Regions from separate parts of the Columba livia genome. Here region 1 is linked to region 2. A link is a contact called in public Hi-C data. All regions are on one chromosome and are shown on one strand. The core of a region is the stretch at or near the end of the contact, and the rest is flanking DNA. Distances in the headings are between cores, read along the strand shown. Region 1 holds the start of HS6ST1 (heparan sulfate 6-O-sulfotransferase 1). Region 2 overlaps HS6ST1 (heparan sulfate 6-O-sulfotransferase 1).

Region 1 (3,229 bases), core at 242-2,741, 61 kb before region 2:
CTCACTGGGGCTTCACAACTTGTGAGTAATGCAGCCATCTCAAAATGTAGCAGATTTATCAGTCATGGTGTTCAAATGAAAATCTGGGATCTCATTTCCTCCTAAGCCCTTATAAATTTAACCCAGTGTTTAACAATGGCTCATCTGCATGTCTTTCCTTACACCTACGTAAGACACAACCTGTGTCCTATGTAAGAGTAATCCAATGAGAATATTTTAGTGCCAGAGTGCTAAAAACTAGTAACTTCTGTTTTCAAGAGCACCGTAAACTTAAGAAAACTGTCACTAATAGCAGTAAATACAGAATGTATGGTATTTCAGTTAGAATTTTTTTGGCTATAAATCAGCAATTGTTCATATTATTAACTCTGCATAGACAATACCTCGTGTCTAGGTGAAGTGCCAGCATGACTGCCCCTACACTGAGCATCACTGTGCTCTTTGACACGGGGCTGCCTTTCATTCTCCATTCACAGGCAGCTGGCAGAGGCAGTAGACGGTCATCTTCCGGGGTTGCCAGGACACTTTGTGGAAGTGAACCCCACCTGCCCTTCAGCGCTGGGCTGACAGACCAGCTGTGGACCCTTCTGCACCTTCTGGAGAGGACTCTGCTTGGGTAAGCTGGTTAACGTCCCTGGCTGTAGCACACCAGCTGGCCTCTGCAGGTCCTTATTGCACCGTTCCTCCCAACAGCACCTCTCCCTGCTGCCCACAGAGAATGCAGCTGCAAGCCAGCGACCTGCCCTGCAGCTCCTGGGTCTTCCAGTGGTTTGTTTCACTCATGAGACTGTATTGCAAATGATTTCTGGGGGATGGAAGGCTGCCTGGCAGGTCCGCAGGAAGCATTTCGCTGGGAAAGTTTTCTGTAAATAGCACCGAACTAAATTTGCCTCAACTTCACCTGTTGTTATTATTATCTCCAAATTATGTGGATGATGGCGTGCGGAGGCATCTTCCTGCACACAGACATCATCATCATCCTCAGTGGGGCCAGAGCATCCACTTGGAACATTGCAAGTGAAGGCTTGTGGTGTCCCATGTGGCGGCAGCAGCGGGAGCAGACACATGTGGGAAGACCTACTCCTATTTCCATGCAAATCTTCCTGTTCCTACTAACTGGTGTTGCAAAAAGGGAGTAGAAATCTCGCCCCCGGGAGTGCCGAGGCTCGCTGTTTGAGGTTGTTACTGAGGTTGCATACAGCGGCTGCCCCTGACAGCGATGCGAGCCGCGTGCTCCAGAGAGCCGCCGCCGCCCCGCAGCCCACCCGGCTCTCCAGTGCGAGTGGTTTAACCGCGGAGCGCCGGCCAGCGGCGCCTTCCCGGCGGCGGCCGCAGCTGCGGGCCGGGCAGCGGGACCGGGCGAGGCTGCAGGCGGAGGCTCCGAGCGGAGCGGCGGCCCCGCGTGTGCCCGCAGCCGGCGGGCTCGGGGCGGCGCGGGCGGCGCTGTGCATGCCGGGCGCGGGGCGGCGCGGGCAGGAAGCGCTCGCTGCCGGCCCAGCCCAGCCCGGGTGCAGCCGGCGGCGGGGGCGGGCGCTGCCGCGCCGGTGCCGCTGGGGCTGGGGCACGGCGGAGCGCGGCGGCGGGATGGGGTTGGCTTCCTGAAGCGGGGGGTGAGGGCGGGAGGGGGCTGGTTTTTACGTTTCGGTCCCTCTCCGCCCCCCTCCTGCTTCTCTCTCTCCCAAGTTCGCTGCTGTGCCGCGGCCCCTCCGGAGCGGCTGGCTGCGGGCTGCCCCTGCCCCGCTCCCGGCGCTGCCCGCGGCGGGGCGGGCGGGGACAGCGGGGAGCCGAGGTGAAGGCAGGGAGCGGCCCACCGCCCCCGGGGAGGCTCCGCTCCGGGGAGCAGTGGGGGGAGGCGGTTGGCACAGGCGCCGGGTTCCGCCGCCCGCCCCCCGGCACCGCCGCCGTCTGCCCAGCGCCGGCAGCCCCGGGAGATGGTGACACATGAAGCGTGCGGGAAGGACCATGGTTGAGAGGACCAGCAAGTTCTTGCTGATCGTGGCCGTCTCGGTGTGCTTTATGCTTATCCTGTACCAGTACGTGGGGCCGGGGCTGAGCCTGGGTTCCCCCAGCGGCCGCTCCTACTCGGAGGAGCTGGACCTGTTCCCCACGCCGGACCCGCACTACGTGAAGAAGTACTACTTCCCCGTGCGGGAGCTGGAGCGGGAGCTCGCCTTCGACATGAAGGGCGAGGACGTGATCGTCTTCCTGCACATCCAGAAGACCGGCGGCACCACCTTCGGCCGCCACCTGGTGCAAAACGTGCGGCTGGAGGTGCCCTGCGACTGCCGGCCCGGGCAGAAGAAGTGCACCTGCTACCGGCCCAACCGCCGGGAGACCTGGCTCTTCTCCCGCTTCTCCACGGGCTGGAGCTGCGGGCTGCACGCCGACTGGACCGAGCTCACCAACTGCGTGCCCGGAGTGCTGGACCGCCGGGAGAGCGCCGCCGCCAAGACGCCCAGGTACCGGCCCGAGCCCCTCGGCGCCCCGAGCCCCTCGGCGCCCCGAGCCCCCGCCCGGCCGAGCCCTCCCGCCCCGCAGCCTCGTCCCCGTGCCTGCTGCTGCCGGGCTGAGCCCCGACCTGCCCCGAGCCCTTCCTCGGCCGGCTCACCTGTCCTCCCCGCCCGGCCTCCAGGCTGTGCCCTGCGCCTTCCCTCTGCCTTCCCAGCCAAACACGCTGCTCTTTGCCTCCCACGTACCGCGTACGCTGCACCCTCAGCACATGTTCTGCTGCTCTGACAGCCTGCGTGGACCAAGCTTATGTATTTGTGCCACTTACTCTCTTTTGTAAACACATAGTCTTTATGTCAGACCTCCCTTGCCACCTTTCAGAACCCATTGCACCATGCCCTAGTCTGAAGCTTGCCTTTGGAGCCAGCCTTGCCCTAACGCGTGTCCCCTTTTCCTCCGGCTAAAATTGTTCTCCAGTGCAACTGAGGAGACCAACAGTCCTCTTGCTAATTCCTTTGTTTTACCGCCTTAGTCTGCCTGATAATTTTTTGCACGTTGCAGAAAATATCCCTTAAACACCTTTTTTGTGTCTTCCTTGCTGCTTATCTCGATTGGAGACCTGAGGTGAATTCTTTTGGGGAAGGATCCAGCTTGTATATGTTCCTTCTGTCTCACTCATTTGTGCACCAGGAGGGAGAGAGAGCCATCCCAAAGCACCCCTCAGTGCATCCCCATTCAACAGCCGGTGGATTTCTGTTCTCTTACCCTATTATTTCTCTAC
Region 2 (3,109 bases), core at 226-2,725:
CATTAAATGAACAATATTTCATTACCTGCACTCTCTTGGCAGCTCCGACTTATTACCCATTGTTGTCTGCTCTTCTAGAAAGCCTCTTTGGAGCCCATCTCTCAGAAGCTGCCTTGCAAGGAAGGATTTGGGGTGACTGGGTTAGCTAGTTGTGAGCATATGGAGGGAAGGGGTGATTCAGCACAGCCATCTTCTGTCATTTGAAACACCCTGTTCCATCGCAGCCGGTTTCAGTAGCTGTGGTATATCAACAGCTCTAGAAGTCATTGCCAGGGAGAAAGGGAAAAGATCAGTAGCTCCTTTTAACAGGGTGGTTAGGAAGAGCAGAAGCTACTCTAACTTATTAAAAAGAAGATATTCCCTTTTGAAAGCACTGAACCATCCTGTTGCTGCCTGTCCCGTGTGTGGAACAGTTGTGAGGAGCTGAGTGTCAGTCCGGTGAGGGACCATGACAAAGAGGCCATGAGCCAGAATGTCCCGTGTCAGAGCAGTCGTGCCTAAACCCACCCTGGGGTCTCATAATCCTGCCCAGGGGCTACCTGTTGCAGAGACAAGACGGGGGAACATTTAGTCAGGAGGCAGCTCGGAAGGGGGCTGGGCATCAGGTATGCTGTATTAGTCTTTTCACACTAGTATTTTGGCTCCTGTGTTGTGCTGGGTTCTTCAGGGTCTCTAAGCACTCTTGATGCTCTCCTCCTGTCTTCTTTCCAAAGTCTTTTTTCCCCAACCATTTCTGCCTGTGCAAAAAAGCAAAACACAGTCCAGAGAGAGGAAACAGCCTCTCTCTACATGGTCTGATCTGTTCAGCCTTGAAGTCAGAGCAGAGTCCTCTGCTGCAGGAGTTCTCTCTTTTTTTTTTTATATTATTTTGCAGGGCAGGGGGGGAATGTCAAACATTTGCTTAGCATAAACCACATTTTCAGAGTCTCCAAGAGTCTAGATTACCTGACAGAATAGAAGCAGGATTATGTTATTAGTGTGTTGCCTTTAAAACCCTCTCATTGACTTTCCCCACTGTTTCCCAGTTCCTTCTGTGGATTACCATGACACTTTACCAAATGGATAAGTGGAGCAAAGAAAACCAAGATTTCAGGACATGTATTTTACTTCAAGTGCCACATACTTAGTATGATATACATTTTGCTTTGCAATTAGGCAGTATGCTTGTGTACTCTAATCTGCAGCAGTTTTTGCTCTATTAATAAGCTCTTAGTAGCCTGCAGCATGTTCTCTATACATCACCACAAATTGGTGAACTTCCTCTCACAAGTTCATATGAACTGAAACAAATCATAGCAAAAAGGGTAAGAAAGATTGCCTTTTTTGGAAAAGGTGACATCGGATCTCAAGATCACAAACAATGACTCTTGAGAAATGCAAATGCTGAATATGGCGTGTTTCAAGCTGAGGTTCTTTCCATCTCTCTGTGCAGCCACACAAAGTGACCACGCTCCGGTTTGGTTCACTTGCCTGGTACCAGCAGCAGTTGTGTAAATCACAGCCTCAAGGAGCACCGCTTGTCATTCCAGCTGCACCGTGAATCTCACGACCCTTTGAGCCCACATGCTATCGAATACCTTGCCCTGGCGTTTATAAATGGTGTGCAGAGAAGAGGCAGGGATTATGATACCTCTGCTGCTGATTGCACTGTCATTGTGGGTCGTTAATCTCCGCCTGGCTTTGAGCCTTCCAAATGAGCGCTCGGCTGCTGCTCTGCACCTGCCACAGCTGCAGCTGCATCTGCAGGATCTGGGCCGGGCTCTGCGAACCCTGCGAGCAGGAGGAGTGCAGGACTCCTGGCAGTCATTGCAAGAACAGGGTCTGTCCACCTGCGGTCGTTTAGCTGCCTGGTGATTGTCCAAAGCAAGCGGTTTCCACAGAGTGACTTCCCAGGATGAGCTGTCATGTTTTTCAGCTGGGGCAATCACCACTGATTTTTGTGCTACGAGAGAGACTCATACAGTGGCAATCTGGGAGTTGCATGTTGAGGCTGGTGTATGGCCTAGATACACAGGAAAATCTCCTTTACTGGAGGCTGTGTGGTTCCATTAGCTCTACTGGAGCTGCTGAGGGGCAGCAGCTTGGTCCCAGCAGCTGGTACCTGTGGACTGAGTGGCCCCTGGGACTCCACTGCTGATGGACTCCATAGAGTGGCGTATTCCATAATTTGGAGGCAGCCAAGGGCATCTTGTAGAGCTGACACAGGTTCCCTTAGCTGGTGGCATTGCTTGCTCTCTGTCTGTAGACTGTTCACTGGGCTCTCTTGCCTATGAGATTTCTGGCAATGACACTTGTCAGGTTTCTGCAGAACATGTTATCTGATCATTGCAGGAGTGCAGCCTTTCCCTCCAGCCTCTGTTTTGAGAAAGCCACAGAGGTCAGTTAGTGTGCTTCCCAGAACAGCCTTTCCTCCGGGACACTCGGTGTGGTCCTGCGGGCCTCGCTGACGCCCCGGAACGCTGGTCTGTGCTGGGAGGTGTGGGGAGAGGCTCGTGGGATGGTGTTCCCAGGGTGGCTGAGCTGGGTGTGCGAATGGGAAACAGGCAGGGCTGGTGAGAACGCGGCCCTGCAGAGCTGACTACGGGTGCAGAGAGCAGACCAAAGGAACGTAGTTTATTGGAACAGATTCAACTGAAAATTTGAGCCAGTACCCTTTTTCTGTAGCTTCTTCTGCATTTCACATTTTCTCTTAGTTCTCTTGTATGTTTTACTTTTTTATAGCTTTTCCTGTTTTGAGAGAAACAACTCATTTATTTTGAAGACTTGAAGTAGTATTTGTTCAGTTTCTGCTACTTTTAGCACCAGATTTGTCCTTCCTACACTCCCACACAATCTTTTTCTTTTTTTTCTGTAGAGAGGCTGCCTGAGCGCTTGAGCCAGGTCCAAATGCAAAATCAATAAAAGCTCATTGCGGTACATGTCACTGTATTAGAGCTCAGCAAGCGAGGCTCTGGCGGGCAGCAGCTTGCTTCCAGCCCGCTATCAGCCAGCCAGCACGCTCCTCGGGCCCGGGGCTGGTACCCACAGCACAAAAGGAAAAGTGATGTTCTGCTGGTGCTAAGCAGCAGTGGAATTAACCTTACTTTATAATTTAGATGTTTTACAATCA

The links. Hi-C and Micro-C count contacts between places; a contact is called where the count stands out from the background.
Region 1: a Hi-C map of crop shows a contact between it and region 2, with 2.0 times the contacts expected there. The contact joins the promoter of HS6ST1 here to the enhancer-like site in region 2. A contact is called at or near these places in 2 of 2 Hi-C or Micro-C datasets (crop and liver).

The regions. Positions count from the first base shown.
Region 1 is chr9:23,425,928-23,429,156 of bColLiv1.pat.W.v2, reverse strand. It overlaps HS6ST1 (heparan sulfate 6-O-sulfotransferase 1), which reads left to right and starts at 1,491. Exons shown (of 3, transcript XM_065073192.1): 1 at 1,491-2,459. The coding sequence starts at 1,942.
Region 2 is chr9:23,365,152-23,368,260 of bColLiv1.pat.W.v2, reverse strand. All of the region lies in intron 1 of HS6ST1 (heparan sulfate 6-O-sulfotransferase 1), which reads left to right. Among named protein-coding and RNA genes, the nearest start is that of HS6ST1, 61 kb to the left of the region's middle. Within about 2 kb of position 1,475, at least 1 of the 3 cell types and tissues checked has an H3K27ac peak away from gene starts, as active enhancers do.